Regions from separate parts of the Ovis aries genome. Here region 2 is linked to region 1. The links are chromatin contacts, called in public Hi-C maps. All regions are on one chromosome and are shown on one strand. The core of a region is the stretch at or near the end of the contact, and the rest is flanking DNA. Distances in the headings are between cores, read along the strand shown. Region 1 overlaps LOC121817817 (a long non-coding RNA gene). Region 2 holds the start of LOC101117229 (2-acylglycerol O-acyltransferase 3).

What was found. Hi-C and Micro-C count contacts between places; a contact is called where the count stands out from the background.
Region 2: a contact with region 1 is called in a Hi-C map of liver, with 2.0 times the contacts expected there. The contact joins the promoter of LOC101117229 here to the enhancer-like site in region 1. A contact is called at or near these places in 4 of 16 Hi-C or Micro-C datasets (hypothalamus, liver and tail adipose tissue).

What each region holds. Positions count from the first base shown.
Region 1 is chr24:35,859,396-35,866,157 of ARS-UI_Ramb_v3.0, reverse strand. LOC121817817 (a long non-coding RNA gene) reads right to left here. Exons shown (of 4, transcript XR_006057866.1): 3 at 5,565-5,733; 4 at 1-3,682. Among named protein-coding and RNA genes, the nearest start is that of IFT22, 15 kb to the right of the region's middle. Within about 2 kb of position 1,492, at least 2 of the 54 cell types and tissues checked have an H3K27ac peak or open chromatin away from gene starts, as enhancers often do. A contact at or near this core is called in liver, where this site is marked.
Region 2 is chr24:35,925,009-35,932,344 of ARS-UI_Ramb_v3.0, reverse strand. It overlaps LOC101117229 (2-acylglycerol O-acyltransferase 3), which reads right to left and starts at 4,985. Exons shown (of 13, transcript XM_027961520.3): 1 at 4,131-4,985; 2 at 2,014-4,005; 3 at 1,097-1,800; 4 at 1-576. It also overlaps the pseudogene LOC101118847.

The DNA of each region.
Region 1 (6,762 bases), core at 243-2,742:
ACCATTGGCCGACTCCAACTTGCTTCTCCTTGTGCCACAGCCTTCTGGCCCATGCTCAGGCTCTGCATCCAGGGACTAACACCTAGCCCCCACCCATTCCACACTGATTTGTTCTAAAGCTCCTCATGGAGCCCCAGTTTAGACGCCCAGGCTCATGCATCTGGAACTGTCCTGAATCTTTCTTTCCTCATCAGTGCCCTGTAGGCTCCAGGAATCGGAACCAAGTGCTCAAGCTGCTTCCCTATGTGGGCTATGACCAATCTTGACCTGTACTTCCTACCATACAATTAAGGTCTCCAGTGTCTAAATTGGGCTGATATTCCATTTGGAGCTGTACCAAGCTGCATCCGTGGAGGAGTGCTGTATTGGCTGGCTAAGAATGCCTTAGGCTGCAAATAGCAGAAATAAAGACAGTTCAATTTAAAGATCAGTGAGACTGGAAGTAGGTGGTTCCAGGATATGTATGGTGGCTCAACGGTATCATCGAGGACCTAGGCTTTGTCTGTCTGTCTACTCGCCCAACCTTGGTATGCTGGCTTTCTCCCTTGGTTTTGTTGCCACCTGGTCTCAAAATGGCTGCCACAGCTCCAAGTATCACATCTCAAACATCCTTGTTCAAAGCAGGAGGAAGAAATGGGCCTCTTCATTCTCCTTTAATCAGAAAGCAAAATCTTCCCAGAAGGTCCCCCAGCCATTTCCCCATAAGTTATGCAGGCAGAACTGTCGCATGCCCAATTCAGAGCCGACAGACAGCAGAGGGACGAAGTAAGGAGCCTGCCGCAGTGACACACGGGCGAGGCAGGCCTGGCGAGCCCTGGGGAGGCGCCAGGGCTGGCTCTTCTCTCTGCCTTTCCTGGAGTTCTGCCTCTAATCTCGACATCCTTTACCTTCTTCCCAAAGAGGCTCATTAATCCCCCAACGATAAGTGTTGTTTTGCCTTTCTTCAATTTCCAAGCGTCCACGTCAGCGTACTTCCGGCCAGCACCTGGCCCTACTTGCCCTCACGACCTCCTGTCACACACTGCCCATGCAGTCTGATTTGCAGGTTCAAATTTCCTAAAAGAGGAATCTGCCTGGCCCGACTGGCTTTCCAAATATTCCCTGAGCCAGGGGACTTCAAAAGTTGTTGGCCAGTGTACACAGATCCTGGATCACTGACCTGCATGAGTGTGTGAGTGTGTGTGTGTGTGTGTGTGTGTGTGTGTGTGTGTGTGTGTGTGTGGTGCGAGGAGGACAGAGGCAGAGTCGTGTGATACAACACAGCCACCTGGGCTGAATGAGGGGGAGGGGTATGGGGGTGGGGCAGGACAGAGGGTGTGGAAGGTGGCTCCTGGAGCCCAGGGCCACAAGATAAGGAAATTAGGCCAGTCTACTAGAGACACGCCAGGTGGACACAGGAGGGAAAAGGCCATTTTGCACACTTCAGTCCCGTTTCAGTGGATGCCAAGTGGAGAAGAGAGGAATCTGGCTGGCAGATGAACCAAGGCCCTTGACCTGTGGCTGCAGCTGGCCCTGCCCCGCCGGATCCAGCTCTTCAGTCACTCGCTCTGAGGGCCTGTTAATTGACTTACAGAATAAAGAGCATAATCAGTTTCTTGAGTCTGCCCTGACTCGGAATATCCCCCGAATTCCCACAGGAGAAATTCCAGGGACTGCTAGTAGGAAGCCGGGCTTTCTCACGAACATGGCTTTAATAGGGCCTGGCAGCATCGGGTACCCACTGGACTTGGAACTTAGAAACCATTTTGTGGCTTTGGCAGGCCACAGAAGAGACTGGAGAAGCGGGACTAACTCAACATGATACCATGAAACGGGGACAGAAAACAGACTGGTGATTCCAGCAAAGGGAATGAAAAATCCCACAGCGCGAAAATGAGAACATGCAAGACCTGGATTCTAAGCCTCGCTGCTCTACTTAGTTGCATGACTTTGGGCAAGTCACTGCACCTCTCCAGGCCTTAGTTTCTTCATTTGTAACGTGAGGATAGAAACACCCCATTTCAAGCGTTGTTGGGAGGATTAAATGAGACCCTGTGCGTGAGGCACTAAACGCATGTGAGTGACTGGTCATCAGAGCATATCACACGCTCAGGTGGGGCTGAGCCCCAGGTGAGAGCCCGCTGGCCGGCGCCCATTGGAAGAGCTGGCGTGGCGTGGCAGTTCTGATGAGGAGCTCCACTGGAGCCCCCCACGGTGGTGAGTGGGGCTGGGGGTGACTTTGCACCCCATGAAGCACTTGACAGCTTTCCTTCTAGTTTCTTGAGCGATTTCCTAGAGGCCTCTGGAACAGCCTTCACCCAGCCTCCCAGGAGTTAAAGAGTCTCTAACCTCGCTGAGCTTACAGTCCCTGTCCCTCCAATCCCCTCTGCCCTAAAAGCCTTCCCTGGTTTAGCCATTTCAAACTCCTCTGCCTGTTTCTATCACTTCCTACTCGATTTGTTCCTGGGATAGACCCTTCGAGGAGTGATCTGAGAGGGAATCTGGAGATCCACTGTAAGTGACGTTCCAGCTCTAAACTCCCAGGAGCACAGAAACCCAGTGACCAGCTGTCCTCCTGCCCAGAGACCGCCATGTGAGCTCATAAGCCTGTGGTAAGCAGGCAAAGAGGCGGCTGGCAAGGACCCTCCCTTTTTCTCCTCAACGCTCAACGATCTACTCATCCTTTCACCGGGTTCAAGGCTTTACTGGGTTCAAGGTTCAGCTGTTCAGAAGCAGCCTTGGCTTTCTAGGAAATGCAGTTCTGATGGGCAATGCCAGATCTAGGGACTAGCTCTTATCATCCCCACCTCCAACATTTCTAACTTAATAGGTTTTAAAGACATTTAGAAGAGCACGCCATGGCTATATAAATTCATGGATATATACATAGAGTCTGTCCTTTTTTTTTTTTTGGTAGGGGAGATAAGATATTTTGCAGTTAACAAAAGACAAGAGCTGTTCCTGCATTTTGTGCTCAGGACCCAGAACTCTGCTGTATAGCAAAGGATGATGCATTTGTGGCGGCCAGCACAGGTGGGACTTTCCAGCACAGCCATTAACATCTGTTTGCCTGTTACCTCCTTGCTGGTAACTTTGGTTGCTGGCAACTACAGGAGCGCCCAGTGTCAGACGAACACCTGCTACATGCCAGGTGTTAATCGAGGCACTATGAATACAGAGATGCTTCAGACATAGGTCTTGCTCTCAAAGAGCTCCAAGTTCATCTTGGGGGTGGAACCTGAGCCAGCCATCCTTAACCGGGACACTGGCCAGCTCTCCAACATACTAATTTCTTGCTTGTTCCCTGCCTCCCCAATCAAGGTCACTCCCAAGGTTAGCGCAACACATGATAGCCAGCAATGCCTCCCAGGCAGAGCCAAGGGCCTCTGCCACCTTATGGACATCAGGGCTAATCCAGCTTTCAGGTCGGGGTGGGGGAAGAGGTGGCAATAAAGATGAGATCACCTTCTTCCTGTGTGACCCGGAAGAGAATGGCCGACAACCATCCCCGAGAAGGCAGGTCATGTCTTCAGGCAGGGGTAAGCGTGCCTCCATGCGTGATGACCCTGAGTCACAAATCCATCTGTCTGCATCCACAGCTGTATACAGTCACCGATCCCCATGTCATCCCGAGTCCCTCGATGCTCAGAGGTGCTGTGAGTCCAAGGGACATGGGGTGGTTCTTCCTCAAAGAGTTTTACATCTGTCGGAGGAGAAAAATGCATGAGAAGGTCAGGAAGGACCAGGGATTTGCGGGTGCGAGATGGGGCTCAGGGGCAGTGGACCCAGTGAGCAGAGGGCAGGCTGGGAGCCCAACTGCAGGCCCGCAGGGTCCCATGAAGCCTTCAGGGAAGAGGTGGGCTTTGGGCCATGTCTGGCGGGTGGGAAGCACTCCTGGCGGAGCTTCTCGTGAGCCAGGACCGTTGAGTGCTCCAAACACGGTGCCTTTATTGCCCCTTGGGAAACAGGGTCCAACCGGCAGTGCCTCTTCTGGCTGCTGAAACCCCAACAGCCAGAGCTCAAGCGTTCGTGCAGGCACAGAGCCTCGGAGCTTGGCTTGCCTGAACAGGGCTGCCTGTGATACTCTTCGTTCTGATGGCGACATCACAGCGTGAGGCCAGGGCCACGGGCACGCTATGCCCAGCCATTCTGCCAGAGCAGCATGGTGAGGGCTGTCCTGGGGGGACCGCCGCTCCTCAGAGGCCAGGATCTGGAGCCTTTACATGGAGGGTAGCACTCTGGGGCGCCACAGACTCTAAGCCTGGCACAACACACGTGGCCAAACACTTGCATCCTATTCTGGCAGAAGATCAAAGAATTCATACGGCAGAGGAAATCTTTGAACATTCTGAATACGGGGAAATTTCCATTCATCTCATAATTCTTACTAGAGAGATTCCCCCATGAATGGCATCAATGCAGGAAAATCCTCCGAGCGAGGCAGCAGCTATCAGAGAACTCATGGGGGAGGGTCGGGGGCACCGGACTCGGACAGTTAACAAAGAGCTCAGCCTGGAGCCCAACACACCGAAAAATCTGCATCTTCATTAGCGCAGTGGCGCTTTGAGAAAGCACAACTTGGCTGAGCCATTCTGGAGCTGTCTTTCACAGGTGCTGAATCGGGGGTGATGATCCTTTCAGGAGAAATCAGCCCTCATTCATCACCTGAGGGTTCGGGCTGGAGAGAGGGCAGATGCTCATTGTGATTGAGGGGGACTCTTGGGAGTCCTCTGGCCTCGGGAAACTGGGAGCCAGGCGGGGCCCCTGGGAGGACAGTCAGAAAGACCTCAGAGCACAAGTCGTATAAAATGGACATGGAAGAGAAAAACACGGTGAAAGGGCCAATTTAGATAACGATTTTGTTGGAACTTGGACTTTCAGCACCTGTAATGCCGACAGGCTTGGGCTGGAAGGAACGCAAACACCCTGTGGGGGAGTCCGGTTCGGTGACAAGGTCATGCACCTGCCGCCCCTGGGATCCACTTGCGCTTGAGGGACCTGGGGCCTTGCAGGAGACAAGCACAGGGGCTCCCGAGCTCTCAGCAGTACACTTTTCCACAGGGCCTCCATGTCCACATTTCTTCACGGTCCCACCTCCTGCCTCTTCCGGCAGGCAGGCAAGTCCTGTCCTTGTGTCTGCCATGTGCCCACCTGACTTTGGTGTTGCCCAGGGGACAGGAGGCCACCTGCCCATGCAGAGGCCGGTGACCACCATTACCTTTGACAACTCACGAATATGCCTCAGGGATACTGCTATGACTGGACCATTCATCCATCCATCCAACAATCTTTTGAGCATCTCCTCAACTCTGTAGTTGGCACATTGTTTGTGCTGGGATCAAGGACAGGGGAGAAGGAAGTGTCAGTCACAAGGGGCTTGGGCTACCCAGGGAAAGAGGGGAATGAGGAAAACAGGAGCACCTTCGAGACTGCAGGGGTGTCTGTGTCCTGGGTTTCAGACAGGGCTTTGGAGAGAGGGCTGGGGAGGCAGGGAGGAAGAACTCTGATCTAATGACTGCCGCCCACACGACAGGTCAGCATGAGCTTTCTCAGCCCCCTGCCTGTGTGGCACCCATGATCCTTACTTTGTAAAGAAAACAGATGAGTGTACAGCTAGCAAGAGGCACAGCCGGTCTAGGTCTGTCTCGCTCCTGATGCCACTGTCTTTCCATCAGCACTGGGAGAGAAAGGGTCTTTTAGCACCACTGTTCCTTGGGTAATGTTTCCAGAGGCTTCCAGGAGAGTGAGAGGCCCCTGGTGAAACAGGAAAAAAGAGGACTGAAGGGGAGAAGGGGATTGGCTTTTGCAGACTCTTCTGGGCAGGGGAAGACATTCATTCATTCACTCCTCTGTTCACCCATTAGGAAAATCTTCACTGAGTCCTGTGGAGGGCCAGGTGCTGTGCTTTGGCGCTGGGGACGAGAAGAGCAGGATGGACACAGTCCTGCTCTCATGGGGCTTCTAGAAGGAGGCAGGCGATCCAACAGCCTCCCTGTTTTGAAAGGGGGAGCACAGAGGAGAATCTTGACCCTGCCTCGCATCACTGAGGCTGACTTCTGGGAAGGGGCGACATGTCAGGGAAGACCTGGTGTGTGCTGGCGAGAGCCTTCCAGAGAACCACGATGGCAGGTCTGTGGGTGAGGAGCAGAGCAGAGCGGGAAGGAGCGCTGTGTATGTGAGGAGAACTGTGCCTGACGTGGAGGGAGGGAGGCGAGGAGGGCGGGAAGGAGGGGCCAGGTCATCGCGGCTCCTAGAAGGAGCTCAGACTGCACCCTGCGAACAAGAGGAAGCCGCGGAGAATGTTCATCTTGGAGAGGCCCTGCGCAGTCTTAGTCCATCCCTTCCCTGGAAGCCCGGAGAGGGCTGTCCAAGAATTCGTCACGCCAGGGCAGATATAATCGGTGTGTGAGTTCTGTCCTTTTCCTAACTAAGGAGGTTTTCCAAGAGGCGCCGCTAGCAGAGTGAGCGATAAAGCTCGGACTAAGTGCTGGTGCCTTGATCCCAAGGAGGAAACCTTTGGCGCGTGAAGGGCGGACCTGAAGGTCCCACAGGATCTTCCGGGCAGACGTGCGTGGGTGGGCACTCCCCTCTTGTGGCCGAAGTGGGTACTGCACTCGTGTTCCCATACAGGCCCGCCTCTAGGCTCTCCCTGGGGAAGCCCTGGAAATGAGGCCGCGGCGGCTGCACCGAGCTGCGGACTCCGGGAGGTTTCCCACCTGAAACCTTTTTTTGTTTGTTTCTGTTTTGTTTTTTAAATGAGAAACCTGAACGGTGGAGAAAATG
Region 2 (7,336 bases), core at 3,736-6,235, 63 kb before region 1:
ACCCCAGTCACTGTAACTGGAGAAAGCCCACACAGCAATGAAGACCCAGCGCAGCCAAAATGAACACATAAATAATAGATGGATTTAAAAAAAAAGAAGTGTGCAAGTTCTTGTCTGTGAGACGGTGTCGTAAAAGATTGTGAACCCAGGGTGTCTGAGTCCCAAGGTCCAGCAGTTTGTACTGTGATCCTGTCTCTCTGTGTGGGAGGAAGCCTGGGGAAGGGGCACCAGGGCTAGGCACAGAGGAAACACCCAAGGTCTGCCTAGATGTGGTCACGGTGGAGGCTCTGGGGACACACAGCCCACCTCCAGGGGACCGGTGTGTAGGGATAGAGTGCAGATCCCCAGAGACATTGTGAGGTTCTGACCTTTGAAGGCAGCCCTGGCTGGGCCCCCACTCACCTGTGCCTCAGTGCCAGGCGGACGAAGCCTTTACGATTCCGGAGAGTGAGGCAGTGCTCCCCTGGGATGGCATACAGGGCCTCGTGGGCTCTGCCGATCACGATGACCACAGCCTGGCCGAGCTGGGAGTGGACAGAGTAAAATCCAGGCTCTGGTGGTTCACAGAACATACTCCTGTGGACAAGACGGGGTGCAGGGACAGTCAGTACCCGCTACTTGGCTCCCTAATCCCTCACTCTGCCCTTTAGCACAGGAAGTATGAGCTCTCCACCTCTTTCCTTCCAAGCTCCATATCCCCGTGCCTCTGTCCGTGTGCCCCACAGCACCTCTCCCAGCAAGGATGTGGAATGCTCGCTCCCAGACCAGTCACTGACTCCCACTGTAAGCCTGGCCAATGTTCAAGTCAGGTCCCGGGGCTGGGTGGTGGGCCACTCTGGCAGGAGTGGGGGGACCCCTCCTTCGCCTCAGGTCAAGACTTGAAAGAAAAGTGAAGTCGGTCAGTCGTGTCTGACTCTTGCGACCCCATGGACTGTAGCCCATCAGGTTCCTCTGTCCATGGGATTCCCAGGTAAGAATACTGGAGTGGGTTGCCATTTCCTTCTCCAGGAGATCTTCCAGACCAAGGGATTGAACCCAGGTCTCCCACATCATAGGCAGACGCTTTACTGTCTGAGCCACCAGGGACAAGACTTACCATATGACAAAAAGTAGTCTCGATAGACTGGAAGGTAGAAGAGGTTGTTCAGCCCGGTGGTCTAGGGCTGAAGCCTGCCGCGCTCTCAGTCGCGAAGTTACAGAAGTGTCCAAAGCACATGTGGGTGAGTGACCAGCAGCTAATTGTGGTCTGGGGGCAGCTCTGCCATTTTCACCAACTGTGGGAGGGGGGTGGGCAGAATGAGGGGAAGAAAGCAGAGAAGGCAAGATACCAGCTGAAAAGACCTCTCTTCCCACCAACAGACGTGAGAGTTCAAGGTCCTACTAGGGTGTCAAGGGCACAAGGGCTGCCCTCTGGATCACCATCCCATTGCCTGACCTGTTGCCTGAACTTAGGCAGCCAGGGCTCAGACTCAGCCTGGGGAGGGGCAGATAAGGGACAGAGAAGAAGCAGAAGGTGGAGGGTGACCTGTTACCTTAATGGGAAAATAATCCCTTAAGTGTTTCCAAACTGTCCGGTTCCTCATCCACTCAAAACGCCTTCCGTCTGGGGCAGAGCGATAAGGGCGGGGTGGAGGAATTCCTGGAGACACCCTTTATCACCTCTTCTCCCCGCACCCTTGTTTAAGCGCTCACCTTGGCGGCGTGTGTCCCGGTCCAGGAATAACCATACGGAGTAGAGAACAGAGAGCCACCAGAGGGAGGTAAAGAGGAGGAAGAAGGCAAGAAAGGAAAAGAAAGGGCCTGGGTACAAATGAGAAAGAAAAATCAATTAGCTTTTAAAACCACAATGACTTCTCTCCCCTCCACTCTCACCAGTGAGAACGCCACCCATCTCCCAGCTGGACCTCTCCCCCTCCCTTTGTCTTGGGCCTCCACACAGGTGCGGCTCTCCTTCCCCTCCCCATTCTTAGGCTCCCCTTTTCCCTAGTGTACCCTGGGCACTGCCCTGCTCACCCATGAAGAGGAAAGTGAGCATGTATTGGCAGGTGCTCACTACTTCCAGCCAGTTTCTGCAGGGTTTTCTGGCTGCGGGAAGGCATCAGGGCGGTGGAGACTTTCAGGTGCAGCCCTTCTGCCAGCAGGGCTCCTGGACCAGGGGGACAAAGGATGGAGGCTTTGATAGGAGCTTGGGTAACCTTTCCAGTCTGAGTGGCTAAGTCCCTGAGGCCTTCTGCGATTGCTCACAGGAGACTGTGCAAGTGGAGACCTTTGAATCTGGAGCTCCACAGGTCTCCAGGCTCCTGACAACTGATCTTGAAACTTCTCCAGTGGGTGGGTTTGTGTGATCACTGGGCGAGGCTGAGCGGTGGGTTAGGGCCTGACACCCAGGTTCCCCTCCAGGTGCATTAGGAATCTTGTGGGGGAGGGGTCACAGAAGAAGCCAGAGAGCCCACAGACTGGGTCTCAGCCGAGACCATGTGATCTCCAGAATGGCTAGCAGATCCTGGGCTCTCGCCCCATTTCTGTTTGCAGGTCTCCGGGAGTGTCTAGGCCACTGTGGGGTGCAGCCAGGCACGCGGATATCCATGCTGCGCACAAACCCACCAGCCAGTTCCGTTCGGCCGCTGAGTCGTGTCCGACCCTTCGTGACCCCATAGACTGCAGCACATCAGGCCTCCCTGTCCATCACCAGCTCCCGGAGCTTGCTCAGACTCGTCCTGTCCATCCAGTCAGTGATGCCATCCAACCGTCTCATCCTCTGTCGACTCCTTCTCTTCCCGCCCTCAATCTTTCTCAGCATCAAACCCACCAGCACAGCAGGTCAATCAGGACAGAGTCCAGGGCTGCTATTGTTGTGATAGGGCAGCCAGGATTTCAGGCCCCCAAAAGGAACCTTCACTTCGCAGAGCACACTGGAGTCAGCGGGAGGAGTTGGGGGCGTGACACCAAGGCCCACCCCCAGGTGCTTTAGGGACTCTGTGATCTCTAGTGTGGCCAGCGGATCCTGGTGTGTCTGTGGGTCTTCGACAGTGTCTAGGCCACTGGGAGGTGCAGCCAGGCGTGTCGATATTCCAGCCAAGCACAAACAGCACAGGTGGTTTCCACCTTTAATTTCAGTCCCCATGACATCCACCGAGGGAACTGTTAGGGGAAGCACACTGACTGAAACCACCCACCCTGGCCAGGCACCATAGTAACTATTTGCATGAGTTGTTTTATGACAGGAGGTCCTGCTGAGGAACACGGAACTAATTAGCTACCACCAACCGGAAGAGTTCAGGAAAGGTCAAAAGGAGACACCACATGTCCGACCACCTCCCAGAAAATCTTCTCTCTGGCATCCATCTTGGCTGAATAAGGTGTACACCACCAGGAAGGGCTCTGAGTCAGAATGATTGGCTAAGGACAACCCAGAAACTAATCCCATCACCATAAAACCCGAGACTGTAAGCCATGTGGCAGAGCTGTTCTCCTGGGTTCCCTTACCCTCCTGCTCTCCACCCGGGTGCCCTTTCCCAATAAAATCTCTTGCTTTGTCAGCAGATGTGTCTCCTCAGACAATTCATTTCTGAGTGTTAGACAAGAGCCCAGTTTCGGGCCCTGGAAGGGGTCCCCTTTCCTACAACAGAACCACTGCGGGCTGGGGGCTGCCTAGCTGAGGAGGAGGTGCATGTGGCTGGGGACGCCATAGCGTGTCCTGTGCGCTTGGAAAGCTGGGAGAGCCGCTGCAGAGAGGCCACACTCAGCCATCCACCAGCGCAGGGGTGAGCCTCGGGGTTCGCTGCACTGGGGTTGGGGACCCAGCTTGGGCGGAGAGAGGCCAGAGAGGTGGCTGCTGCAACTCCTCTTCCCGGCCCCCAGGATCAACTGGGACAGAGTTCACGGTCGGCCCAAGTGTCAAGGACCAGCCTGGGGACAAGGCTGGCTGCCAGAATTTCAGGTCCCAAACATGGACCTTCACCTCTCAGTGCAGTTAGAGGCCTGAAGACTGACATCTGAGTCCTCCTGAAAAGAGGGAGGAAGGCACTGGGAGATGCAGCTGGGACCAGGCACCCCCAGAGGCTAAGGAGGGCAGGGAGGAGGTGACCGCAGGGACTGGGGGTCCTGAGACCCAGGGCTCCCCTGCTCACCAGCACACAGGATGTAGTCCCGGAAGACAGGAAGATGGCCGGGATGGGGCAGCTGGAGCAGGTGGGGCTCGAGGCCAGGGATGAGGAGGGAGAAGCCGTTGGTCTGTGTGCTGAAGGTGCTGAAGGTTCCACCAAGAGGTAGTTGTAGGAGGGACCCAACACTGTGGTGCCTCCAGCTGCGGACACAGGGTGCACACCAGTTTGGGGCTTCTAAGTTTGGACTTTGGGGGTGACGGCCCCAGAGGTCTACCCTGGGACCAGGGTCTACCCTGAAGCCCAGCTCCCACCCAGCACAGAGCTCCACAGTGCCTCAGCGAGATGGGGAGGTGGTCCCAGAAATGTCTCCACGTGGCCCAGTTGGGGACCCAGGCACAGCCACGGCCTCCTGCCCAAGGTGTATTTCTGTCTCCATAGAGCCCATCCAGGTAGTGAATTCTAGGATCCAAGCCTGGCTCAGGAGTACAAGGAATAAGGCAGTCATGCACTCCTGGGCTGGAGGTGATGGGAAGGGGTGTGAGGACTCTGACTCCAGAGGTTTAAGTCCAAGCTCTCCCCTTAACCCCCTTCCCTGTTCCATCGTTTCAGGTACATCTGTCCAACCTACATCTTTCTCATCTCTTGAAGGAACCCCCCCAGCCCTGGCAAGAGATCCCAGCCTCGCCTCCCTCCCACCTTGGCATCGGGAAACAGAGAGCCAGACCCAGGGGTCCTTAGGGCTTCAGGGACTCACCAAGCTCCAAAACGGAGACGATCCATCGCAGGAGGGCACTCACCTGGAGGCCGGTGGAGGCGGCTGGCCTTCTGTAGAGGGGAGTCACACAGGAGCCACTGCGGCTCTGAAGCTTTCTGTCTTCTGGCCCAACCCCTGGCTCTGACCCCTGACCTGGGCTCTGCCCTCTTTTCTGCTCCCTCTGCTGACCTGCACAGTGGACCATCATGAGCTCTGGAAAGGGAGGGTTAACCAGCTCTTTGGGTTCACAGGGTTGGGATCAATAGGGCCGAAAGGGGAGACCAGGGACATGGCTTGGAGTCTGGCGGTGAGGAAGGTGTTTGGACTTTGTGGAGGTCAGGACTGGCTCCCTGTGATGAGCACACTGGCAGCGTCCTGGGCCAGTGGAAGTTGCCGTGTGTGTGTGTACCCTCCACAGCAGGACTCCCCATTTGTCACCCAGGCCTGGCCCCTGTTGGTTAGAGGACCTGCAGGAGGATTTACTCCCTGAGGAGCAACTTAGGCCTCTGTGGGGAGACCTCTGGAGGGAAGGGTTTTATGGGAAAGGCTAAGGGTTGGGGAGCCCCTGCAAGTGCGAGCCCCCTGGGCTGTGAGCACTCCATCCATGCCGGCCGGGCCAGTCCTCACTGTGACTATGGCCCTGTTCAACATGGCTAGAGGCTGCAGAGCAACCACTTTTTCCAGGTCAGGGACTGACACCTTTTTAAATTAATTATTTTTTTTGTCTGCGCCTTGCCTTGTGACCAGGGATTGAATCTGGGCCCTTGGCCATAAGAGGGCAGTCCTAACCACTGGACCTACAAGGAATTCCTAGAATGTCACTTTAAAAATCTTTTTAAAACATTTTGATACAATTTTTAAAGATTACTTTTCTTTTAAAAAATTCTTGGCCACACAGTGCAGCCTGTGAGATCTTAGGTCCCCAACCAGGGATTGAACCCTGACCCCCTGCACTGGGGAGAGGGAGTCGTAGCCACTGACTGGCCAAGGAAGTCCCTAAAGGTCACTTCTCGTTTCTAGTTCCTACAACATGTTGGCGCTATTTCCCATCTTGGACAAACATCCTTGAGCCCATCTTAAACTCAGTATTTTATGATGATGCTGATTTCCCCACCCCTACATCTTGACCCTCCTCACTGGTAGGACATGTCTTTTTTTTTTTTTTTTTGAATGTCACTTCTTTATCTTTTAATTTATTCATTTGGCTGTGTTAAGCAGGACCTTTCATTCCAGCACACAGACTCTATAGTTCTGGCACAAGAGTTCCCCGTCCAGAGGAGCCAGGGGTTGAGCTGCATGGGCTTAGTTTCTCTGTGGCATGTGGGATCTTAGTTCTCCGACCAGGGATCGAACCAGCATCCCCTGCATTGTAAGGTGGATTCTTAACTACTGGACCACCAGGGAAGTCCTGAGCCACGTTAAATGTCACTTCTTTTACGGAAGTCTGACACGCAACTGTCAGAAGCCTCTGTCACGCATCACATTCTCTCCTGGCACAGAATACTTTCTCTCCATCACCATGATTTTTAACGTGGACCATTTTTACGGTCCTCATTGAATTTGTTACAATGTTGCTTTTATTGTTTACATTCTGCTTTTTTGACCATAAGGCATGTGGGATCCTAGCTCCCCAGTCCGGGATCAAAGCCACACCCACTGCATTGGAAGGCAAAGTCTTAACCACTGGACCACCAGGCAAGTCTCCCATCATGGCAATTTTCTGATCAAAGTCTCCCACACACCGTGAGCAACAGAAAAATTGTGCTCATCACTGCAGCCGTCAAGATGGGTGCCCAGCGCATGGGAGACGCTCTGTGAATGAAGGGTGGAGACAGGATAGGCTTAGGCTGACACACCCTTTCTGCCCCTGTCCTTGGCCTCACACCTATGCAGCTTCACTGACCAGGGACCTTCTGTTAAGAGGGATATTTCCTCCTATCCCTGCTCAGCCCACTCGCATCACAGGGCAAGTGATGAGGGTGGTGGGGGCCTGGGTGAGATGAACTTTAGAGTCTAGCCAGAGAGACGCTCAGTCCACGTGGGAAGGTGACCCACCCAGGGGTCCAGGAAGGATGGAAGGATGGTTTCATGCATGAAGTTTTCCTGGGAATCTGGGTAGGAGGAAGGAAGGACAATTTAGCTGTGGATGCAAGTGGACTGTTAGAAGCTGGAAATGTCCTAGGACAGGTGCTTGATTTTTAAAAGGCGTCCGCCAGGGAACATTGGGAGATCAACACAGGAAGGCAGCTGGTGTAAGGCTGGGGAGGACCAGGCTAAAGGGGCCTGCTCTGCTGTCCTCAGGGTACCTCCAGGGGTCTCTGCAAGCTTTTGATGCTTGAGACTAGAGGCAAAACCAGCTCTAGGAGGTCTTTTTTTTTTTTTCAAGGCTGCTTCCCTTCCCCTTCTTCCAGGAAGCTTTCTTGGGTTCACCCTCCAGATTCCCCTCTCCTGATACCATGTGACTAAAAGCTGAGGT